Regions from separate parts of the Anser cygnoides genome. Here regions 1 and 3 are each linked to region 2. A link is a contact called in public Hi-C data. All regions are on one chromosome and are shown on one strand. The core of a region is the stretch at or near the end of the contact, and the rest is flanking DNA. Distances in the headings are between cores, read along the strand shown.

Region 1 (2,878 bases), core at 366-2,865, 290 kb after region 2:
AAAAAGAATAGGCTCTTTATTCCTCTCGTAAGCATTACGTACAGTTAAACATAGAGAATTTGCTAAAAAGGAACCCGTTATTTTCAAATGAAGTATTTCTAAAGTCAACACTATCTGAACAGAAATCCTCATGAAAGGCCACCTTATGTTACGCTTTAAGGTACAAAGATATAGGATTTCAAAACATTAGAGAACACATCTTCCTGGCGCAGAAATCGTTTGTACGACTGGCTTCGACTTCGGTGTTTTGTGCTTACAACCAGGACGAGATTCTCCAAACAAACCACCACTCTCCTTAGCCCTAAAAAACGTCAAGTGAAACTTCTGGCCAAAATAGAGCGCATGGGTGCTCCATTGCCTATGTACACATACAGATCAGATGTTCATCCTTTATGTTCAAAAGACTGAAGAATCTTTTCATGTGCATACATACAGAAAGATGACAATTACACCAATTACACCAAGAACATCAAGTAACTACAGTATGGGGATCCTGGTCTGAAGACCGGTTATATTGACCATAGACGTTTCATTTTAAACCTGGACTTTATTCATTGCGTTTCTCTGCATAATTTCTCTGCTGTTTGCCAGCGTTTGACATGGAAACCCAGCCTGATGTTCTGCTCGGAGCCACAATTAACCCCTGCTACTGCTAACAGGGCTGCACACTGCTGCGTGTGCCTGCTGTGGGAGTCCCACGTCTGAACGCTGCGATCTTACTACCGCGTAGCATTCGCTGAGCAGAGAGCAAAACGCTTTCCTTCGTTTCAGTACTGAGCAGAGCCTTTGCTGGGTATAGAAATTGTGCCAGCTTTTGTGGAAAAAAAAAATAATAATTTTAAGACCAGTTGAAGTCCCTTTGTAGGGATCTCCAGCAGATGAACCGGCCTGTGTCGATACCAGAGGTTTTAGCACCAGTTGCAATAAATGGGTGCATCTCCGCAGGTCAATGGGCGCATCTCCTGCGGGATGCGTGCCCCCAGAGCTGGGCAGACCTCACACCACCGTGCTCGCGCCCATCGTAATTCCCAGCTGCACAAGGTGTGGGTGCTCCCTGGGCTCCTTCTGGGAAGCGGGGTGTCGGAGAAGCCGTGGCTCCAGGGACGTCGGAGCCGGGCGAGCCCCACGCGGGGTGCGAGGCCAAGGCGGGACGCGGCGATGCCACGGGGACACCCACCCTGCTGGCACCTCCAGCGGGAGGTCCTTTGGGGGGCACCTGGCCTCGACCTGACCCAGAGGGGTGCAAGGAGCCGGGATGGGCGAACCGCGCCGCGTCCCTGCGGGCGAAGCACCCCAGAAGCGGACAAAGGGGACACCCACGAGGGGGTGCCCGGGGGGGGGGGGGGGGGCTGAGTCTCCGCTGCCCGGCCCGATTCTCCCCCCGTACCCCCGGCTACCTGCATGCCGCCGCCCTCGGCCTCCGCCTCGGTCCGCAGCCTCTTGCTGTGGCCGCCCTCGGCGCCGTCCCCGCCGGGCATGGGCTGCTCCGGCTCCGGCTCCCGCTTCACGCCGCGGGCGGCCCCGCCGTTACCGCCGGCGGCCAGGAGCTGCGCTGCTGCTGCTGCTGCTGCTGCTGCGGGGGCTGGCCGCCCTCCGCCATCCGCGCCGCCGGAGCCCCGGCCGCCCCCCGCCGCGGTGGCCCCGCTGTCAGCACGGCGCCCGGCCCCGCCGGAGGACGACGACGACGACGACGAGGAGGAGGAGGAGGAGGAGGAGGATCGGGGAAGGGGACGGGGAGGGGGGGGGGGGGGGCGCCGCGGCCCCGGAGGCGGCGCGGGCGCGGCGGGCTCGGAGCCACCGGAGCGGCTCGGGCACGGGGAGGGGCCGAAGCCCCTCGGCAATCTCCGGAAGCGCCCGCCCGGGGAGCCGAAGCCGCGCGACCCCCGCTCGGCAACCTTCGGAGGAGGCGGAGGCGGGCGGGGCGAGAGGGGCGGGGCCGTGGGGGAAGGGGGCGTGGCTATACGAACTATAGGAAGGGGGCGGGGCCGCCGCGGGGAGCGGGGCGGCCGGGAGCGAGGCCGCGAAAATGGCCGCCGGGGGCCGGCTGCGGGCGCGGCGCGGGGAGGGGGCGGGCGGCGGCTTGAAGTGTGGTGTTTGTCATTAAAAGGCGCTTAAAGTGGGGCGTTCCTGTCACGGGGTGACAGAAAACAGAGGCTCGTCTCCTCCAGTGGCAGGGGAATGTCTTACTCGTGCCGCTCGTTCCGGGAAAGGCATTCCCATCCTCATCCTCGTGGGGGGCGGAGGTTGCAGGGGACCCCCCAGGGACCCCCAGAAACTTCGGCTGATCTCTCTGGGGAGCCGGCCTGGACCAAAGCCAGCAGTAGACGGCTCGGAGGCACCACCCAGGGGCGCTCCTCTCGCCCCGTGATGCCCGATGCTCCCGTCGAGGACCGCTGGAGGAAGGCATTTCCCCCTGTCCTCTGCTCCCACCTCCGCCAGCCCCGGTGGGCGCCCAGAGCACGCGGGTCCCTCGGCGAGTTGTTTTCGGCTGGTGTTCCCCGCACAGAGCCCCCAGCCCTGGGATGGGGTGCCCACAAAGAGCCGAGGACAGCTGCCACGACCCCACAACCAAACAGGCCTGCAGCTGCTGCACGCCTTGCTTGCTCTCTGACATGACTGCCATGATGCTTCATCTCATTGTTTTCTCTGGCTCTTTCCATTTCCACTTAAAAAAAAAAGATTAATGAATTAATCTTCACAGTATGCGCGTGGGGTAGGTATTATCTCCATTTAACAGAAGGGATATGAGGCATTCCTGAAGTCACAAAAAAGCTTTTGAGCTGGGACTACAAACTTAATCTGTTGGTTTCCTTTCACACAACCCAGCTGCCTCTTAGGTATTTGTATGTGACATCTGAGACATACTGAACAGACAGCT
Region 2 (2,700 bases), core at 49-2,548:
TGAGCCTGCGCCGCTCACCAGATGTCTGCCCCGGTCCCAAACCAGGCGTGGGGCACGTTTCCTCTGGGACAGTTTTCTAGCCCCCTGCAGCTGGGGTGTAAGTGTAGGGCCAAGGCAGCACGTGAGGTGCACGGCTTGGGTGGCAGTGCCCGCTGCTGCAGCGCTGGCTTTGAGTGCCCCGCTCTTTTGGCTTGAACACAAAATTTGTGTTTTCCCAAAGCACAGCTGGACAATGCATCTTCCATCCCGGCTAGCTGTGCTTCCAGCAGAGCTGCAGATGGAAAAGAAGGGTCCCACTTCATCTGTTGGCTGCCTCCTCGACCACCGAACCAGACAAAACAGCAGAGAAGCCAGCTACTGGCAGCAGCGCCTTGACCAACTCTCCTTTGCTAAATCAGAAATTATTTGCCTTTGCAAATCTCTGCACGTTTCCTCAGAGTTTACCCCAAGTCTCGCACCACATCTTTGCAGTCCTCCACACACAGCAGCTATTTCCAGCCATCTGGGTGTGGAGGAGATGGAGCTGCTGTGGGCAAGTGGCCCCTGCTGTTACCGCAACCGTGTGCAGGGCGTTTCAGGAGGTAACAGCAGGGGCCACTTGCCACACAAACACGGTATTTTTGCCATCATACCGGAGAGCAGAAAGGATTTCTCCATGCGTTGGTGCAGGCACACCTGTGCTGGCTCTGTGCATGGAGACAAGGTGAATTCAGCAGGGTCTGGTGCTGTGCAGCTGTACTTGTGGCACTTGCAGACTCGAGCTGGTGCACGTGCCACAGCACCTGCATCACCCTGGGTGCCCAGGACTGGCGCAAAGCCCAGCGTCCTACTGTGCAGAGCTCCTCATCCCGTGGCCAGCAAGCTCTGTGTTACGTGAGAGGCTATGAAGATGCTCACTGCCATGGGAAATGAAACGTTTGCACCGGAGGCTTGCTAGAGCAGGTTAGGACAGATGTAGTGTGAGCTCCAGAGGCAGGGCGCAGCTGGGACACAGATGGGTGTAGGGAGAGGCGGCTGCCCACCCTGCCACGGGCATTGCCCCCATAAACCCACCCCTCCTTGCCCAACCCCGCCGCCCCAACACCAGGAGCCCCCCCCCGGGGAAGGAGAAGTGGCCGGGCATCCTCTTGTTTGCGCTGAGCTGTCACGAAGCATCGGGTGACTTCCTCCTGCCTTCCGAGGCTGGCCTCCTTCTGGGGGGCGAGGCAGGGCGACAGCCACGCTGGGAAGGGAAGTGCAGTGTGTTGCAAGAAGTTTGTGCTCACACTGAGGTCAGCGGTTCGGCTGCTCACGTGGCTCGTCGGTATAAAGCTGGATGCGGGAGCTGGGCTGCCCAGCTCAGACGCCTCGCCGTCCTGGGAGCAGAGGGGAAGGAGGAGCGCGAGCAGGAGAAAACAAACAGCAGGGAAACGACGTGGAGAAACATGGAAACTTCCCAGAAACAGAGCTCTGAAAGGTGAGAGCGGGGCAAGGGAGAAAGGGTACGTTTTAGCTGAAAGAGTAGTGCATTGCTCCTTCTGCTTTTAAGCACGGTGTTCCTGTTTCTGCTCTGCAGGGAGCAGCTTGCTCCTCCTCTCCCCTCTGGATGGAGTCTGTCAGTATTCCCCGCTCCGGACAGCGACTGGGATGCTGGCACCCCAGTCCCTGGCTCTCGGGATCTCTCTGCTCCTTTTCCTGCCGCCCCAGGCTCCCCGCTTTTCCTAGAGAGCTGAGATCTGTTTTTGCTGGAGGGGAGCCACAACTCTGATGTCTGTCCCGCTGCTTTTCCCCAGCATGTCTCAGGACCTGTCGGAGCTCTTGAAGGAAGCCACCAAGGAGGTGCACGAGCAGGCGGAGAACACACCCTTCATGAAGAACTTCCAGAAGGGGCAGGTGTCCCTCCACGAGTTTAAGGTATGATATTAACATCAGAGCAGCATAGCTCGGGTACGGGATTTCCTCACCAGGAAGCACGCTGTTGGATGGGACAGGATGCGTGGGGACTAAAGCAGGGTGGAGGGGGGCAGCATCAGCATCTCCTGTGCAAAACAAGCCACAGCACCCTCCTATCCTACCAGCCCCTCCTGCAGGATGCAAGGCAGGGCTGTGCCTTTCGGGATGGGCAGCCGAGCTGAAGCAGGAAAAAAAGACAGTGAGACTGAAGGGATTAATCTAACTGCTTTTATGAGTCTTCATAAATGCCTGCATGTTAATTAGTGGCAAAGGCGGTTAATGGAGATGTAACAATGTGCAGATATGCGAGTGGCTTAAGCGTCAAGAATGGAGCGCGCTAAATTTAGAGCACCCTGAGCAGTTACAGCTAGAAATAATGGTGGGCTAGCGATAAAGTGAGGCTGTGAGATCAAGTCGGGCCCCAAACCTTGCAGTGGTTTAGTTGTCACTTGGGTTATAGCAGGCTGAGATCAGGAACAAATTGCTCAAAGGCACTGAACTTGAGCAAGCTGTATCTGCTGCTAGCAGGTAGGAGCCTGTTGCTTTTCTTGAAATATTAAGAGTTATTTGCAGCTACTAGTCTGTGTCTAACCTGGCTATAGGGGATGCCTGGGATCTGAGCTACATAACAAAGCCATGAGCCAAACCGAGGCAAACACCTGGGCTAGAAATTCCCGGCAGGCCAGAGGAACTGACGCATGGGTTTGCAAATAACAGCCAGTAATCCGACCTGTGGCTTAATTACTTTGTTGTTGAATCGCTCCTTGA
Region 3 (2,700 bases), core at 61-2,560, 400 kb after region 2:
TGAACGCCGAGCATAAACATTAACCAGCTCCCCCAGCCCGGGCTGTCCTCCTTCTGCTGCTCAGCCGTTCGTCCCTGCCCTGCTCACGTGTTGAGCTGTAACCCAGATGGCCACAACGCCGCCGTGGTGCAAGCGTTGCTGTCAGGCATGGGGGCAGCCACCTGCACACCTATTGGCTCGTGCCAATTATCACAGGCTTGCCTGTGTACTTACTGCAGAGTTAGCTGCAAAAATTGCAGACATAGCAGGCGTTTAACGCAAGAACATGGCAGCCACGGCAGATTTTGCAAGGCCCCACACAGGGAAAACAGTGCTGCACCTAAACACGCTGGTTAGGGAGCTGTGAACTCCCTCAGGCCAAGGAAAACACAAGTTAAAGCTCTGAGTGCCCTTTTCATGTAAAACATAAGCTCATGCAAAACGTAAGTTTTGTGCCTCCTTCCATGTTGGGTTTCAGGCTTTCCATTATTTGTCTTTTTCTCCCTGGATGACCCCAGTTAATGTTGGTTGTGGTTCGTCAGTTTGGTCTGTTTAGTGCAGCTGTTTTGGGGCTGCTCTGTAGCCTGTTTGCCCAGAATCAGCCACAACTCCTATGGCAGCACTACAGGACCGTGAAAACACTTGAAAAAGCAGTATAATCGGCATCGTTAATCCAGCGGATAACATCCAGGAATATTTTAACTGGCAAGAGCACAACAACAGTTTTATCGATCACAAACATTGCTTCTGCTACCGTGAGGCTGTCAAGAGCTCTGGCCCAAGAGCGCACGGTGCTAGAGCTGCAGAGACACAGCGTGAGCCTGCGGGGAGGTACAAAACGCGCGTTAACGTCGCTCTGTGTTTTTTGGGGGGACACTTAGCCCCGAGAAGCGATGAAGGGCGTTACCGGAGCCTCGCCGTGCCCCGGGGCTCGGCGCTGCCGGGCACTTACTGCGCGTGGAAGTCCACCACGACGGGCTTGGCGCTGTTGACCACCCGCTCCTGGAAGTCGCCGCCGTCCTGCACGTTGAAGGCGCTCGGGCGGGCCGCGGAGGTGCCCAAGGCCCTGCCGGGGCCGGCCAGCAGCCGACGGAGCGCCAACCTCTGCGCCATCTGCGGGGAGAAGAGGGGGGCGTCAGGGCGGGGGGGCGGTCGCGATCCCCGTCCCGATCGCGACCCCGCTCCCTATCGCGGCCGCGGCCCCGCACCTCGCCCTGCCCGCAGGTGCCCAAACCCGCTTCCGGCCGTCTCTGCGGATGGAGCCGCCCCCCCCCGCCCCGTTTGCGGGAGCTCAGTGGCTGCCGCTGCTGTCACTCGCACCCAGCCGCCGGCTTGGGGCGGAGCAGGCTGCTCCGCGGGGACCTTTTTCGTGCCCCCTGGGGGAGCTTTGTCGCGCACCCCCGCGATTCATTGGGATTTAGGGGACCGGCCCCGCGTGGAGCCCCCCCGGGGGACGCACACGAACGCGTGGGGATAACAAAGGGGCAGGAAAGCGCAGCCCACCACCCAGCCAGCCCTTGGGAGAGGGGTTTTGGGGTGAGCGGAGGGGAGAGAAAGAAACAGGACGAGCGTTTTGTCACCAAAGTGCACCTGGAACTTTCTTGTCGGGATGCAGTGCAAAGAGGAGGGGTGGCGGACATGCTTTATAAAACGGGGTGTGTGGGGGGGCTTTTTAGGGTGTTTGGTACAGAGAAGAAATGTTTGGACAGCAGGCCCACAGTCAGTGTGAGTCTCTCTGCCCTAGGACTGGAGGCAGGCTGCTCAGCCGCGTAGGGCGAAGGGTCTCTTGTAGTGCTCTCCTGGAAATGAGAAATTATCCCCGCCGGACTTAACTAAAAACCCACCACCCCTCTGTGCCCACCTCCGGCACCGCCCTAAATCAAAGGCAGCAAAAATACCGTGCAGTTTGCCCAGAGAACCACTTCTGGATTCGGTACACAAACAGATCCCGAAGCACTCGCAGCACCCAGGGAGCAGCGCGCCCGCACCAGGCTGCCACGGGACACGAGCAAGTCACCTCACAAGAGGGAGGTGACAATGTAAGTCACCCAAACGTCCCTCAAATCTCCCCTTTTGGACCCCTGGATGTCGCTGCAGATGCTGGCCTAGGCTATAAACACCACCTTCAGGCAACTCTGAGCACTGCAAGGACAAAGCGGGCGCCTCAGCACCGCCGGATTTCAGGCCCTGCCTTGTCCTTGGGAGCACGTCGGTCCTTTCTGTAACAGCAAGATCTGAGCAGGTCTTTGGCAAGTCGTGAACGGCAGAAGAAGGGATGGGGATGGAAGAGGCGCGGGGGAGAGGGGAGAGCCCTGCCGGGGATCTCTGTTACAGTACTGGCACAGCAGCACCCGTGGGTTTCCGCGCGGCGGGAGAAACGTTAGAGTTCGTCCTTGGCGTTAACGAGATGCTGCAGCGGGCGGACGGGTACGACGTGGTCCTTCAGCAGCTGGTCCCCGTCGGGGAGTTTGTCACCTGAGAAGTCCGCGGCAGCAAAATCCTCCAGCAGGCCGGCTGCTACCGCGTGGCGCCGGAGCCTCTCGCTCCCCGCCAGTCCTTGCATCCTCGCGTAGCCCTGCTGGCAGAAGGGAGGCAGCTTCTGGCGGGTGAGGGCGAAGAGGAAACAGGATTCTGCCAGGGAGAGCACAAAAAAGTAAATGAGACTCACCGGAGACACCCTGTAGAGAACAATTCCCAAAGGCTTTTGGGAACACGCACGCA

The links. A called contact is a pair of places that touch in the nucleus more often than the background predicts.
Region 1: a Hi-C map of liver shows a contact between it and region 2, with 3 times the contacts expected there. The contact joins the promoter of RBFOX2 here to the promoter of HMOX1 in region 2. A contact is called at or near these places in 3 of 7 Hi-C or Micro-C datasets (granulosa cells and liver).
Region 3: a contact with region 2 is called in a Hi-C map of liver, with 2.4 times the contacts expected there. The contact joins the promoter of TXN2 here to the promoter of HMOX1 in region 2. A contact is called at or near these places in 2 of 7 Hi-C or Micro-C datasets (both in liver).

The regions. Positions count from the first base shown.
Region 1 is chr1:56,593,152-56,596,029 of Taihu_goose_T2T_genome, reverse strand. RBFOX2 (RNA binding fox-1 homolog 2) reads right to left here and starts at 1,615. Exons shown (of 15, transcript XM_066996780.1): 1 at 1,555-1,615; 2 at 1,398-1,552. The coding sequence starts at 1,600.
Region 2 is chr1:56,883,790-56,886,489 of Taihu_goose_T2T_genome, reverse strand. It overlaps HMOX1 (heme oxygenase 1), which reads left to right and starts at 1,298. Exons shown (of 5, transcript XM_013181078.3): 1 at 1,298-1,456; 2 at 1,773-1,893. The coding sequence starts at 1,425.
Region 3 is chr1:56,485,754-56,488,453 of Taihu_goose_T2T_genome, reverse strand. TXN2 (thioredoxin 2) reads right to left here and starts at 1,310. Exons shown (of 4, transcript XM_048048298.2): 1 at 1,188-1,310; 2 at 932-1,092. The coding sequence starts at 1,092. FOXRED2 (FAD dependent oxidoreductase domain containing 2) reads right to left here. Exons shown (of 9, transcript XM_066996741.1): 9 at 1,477-2,610. The coding sequence ends at 2,360.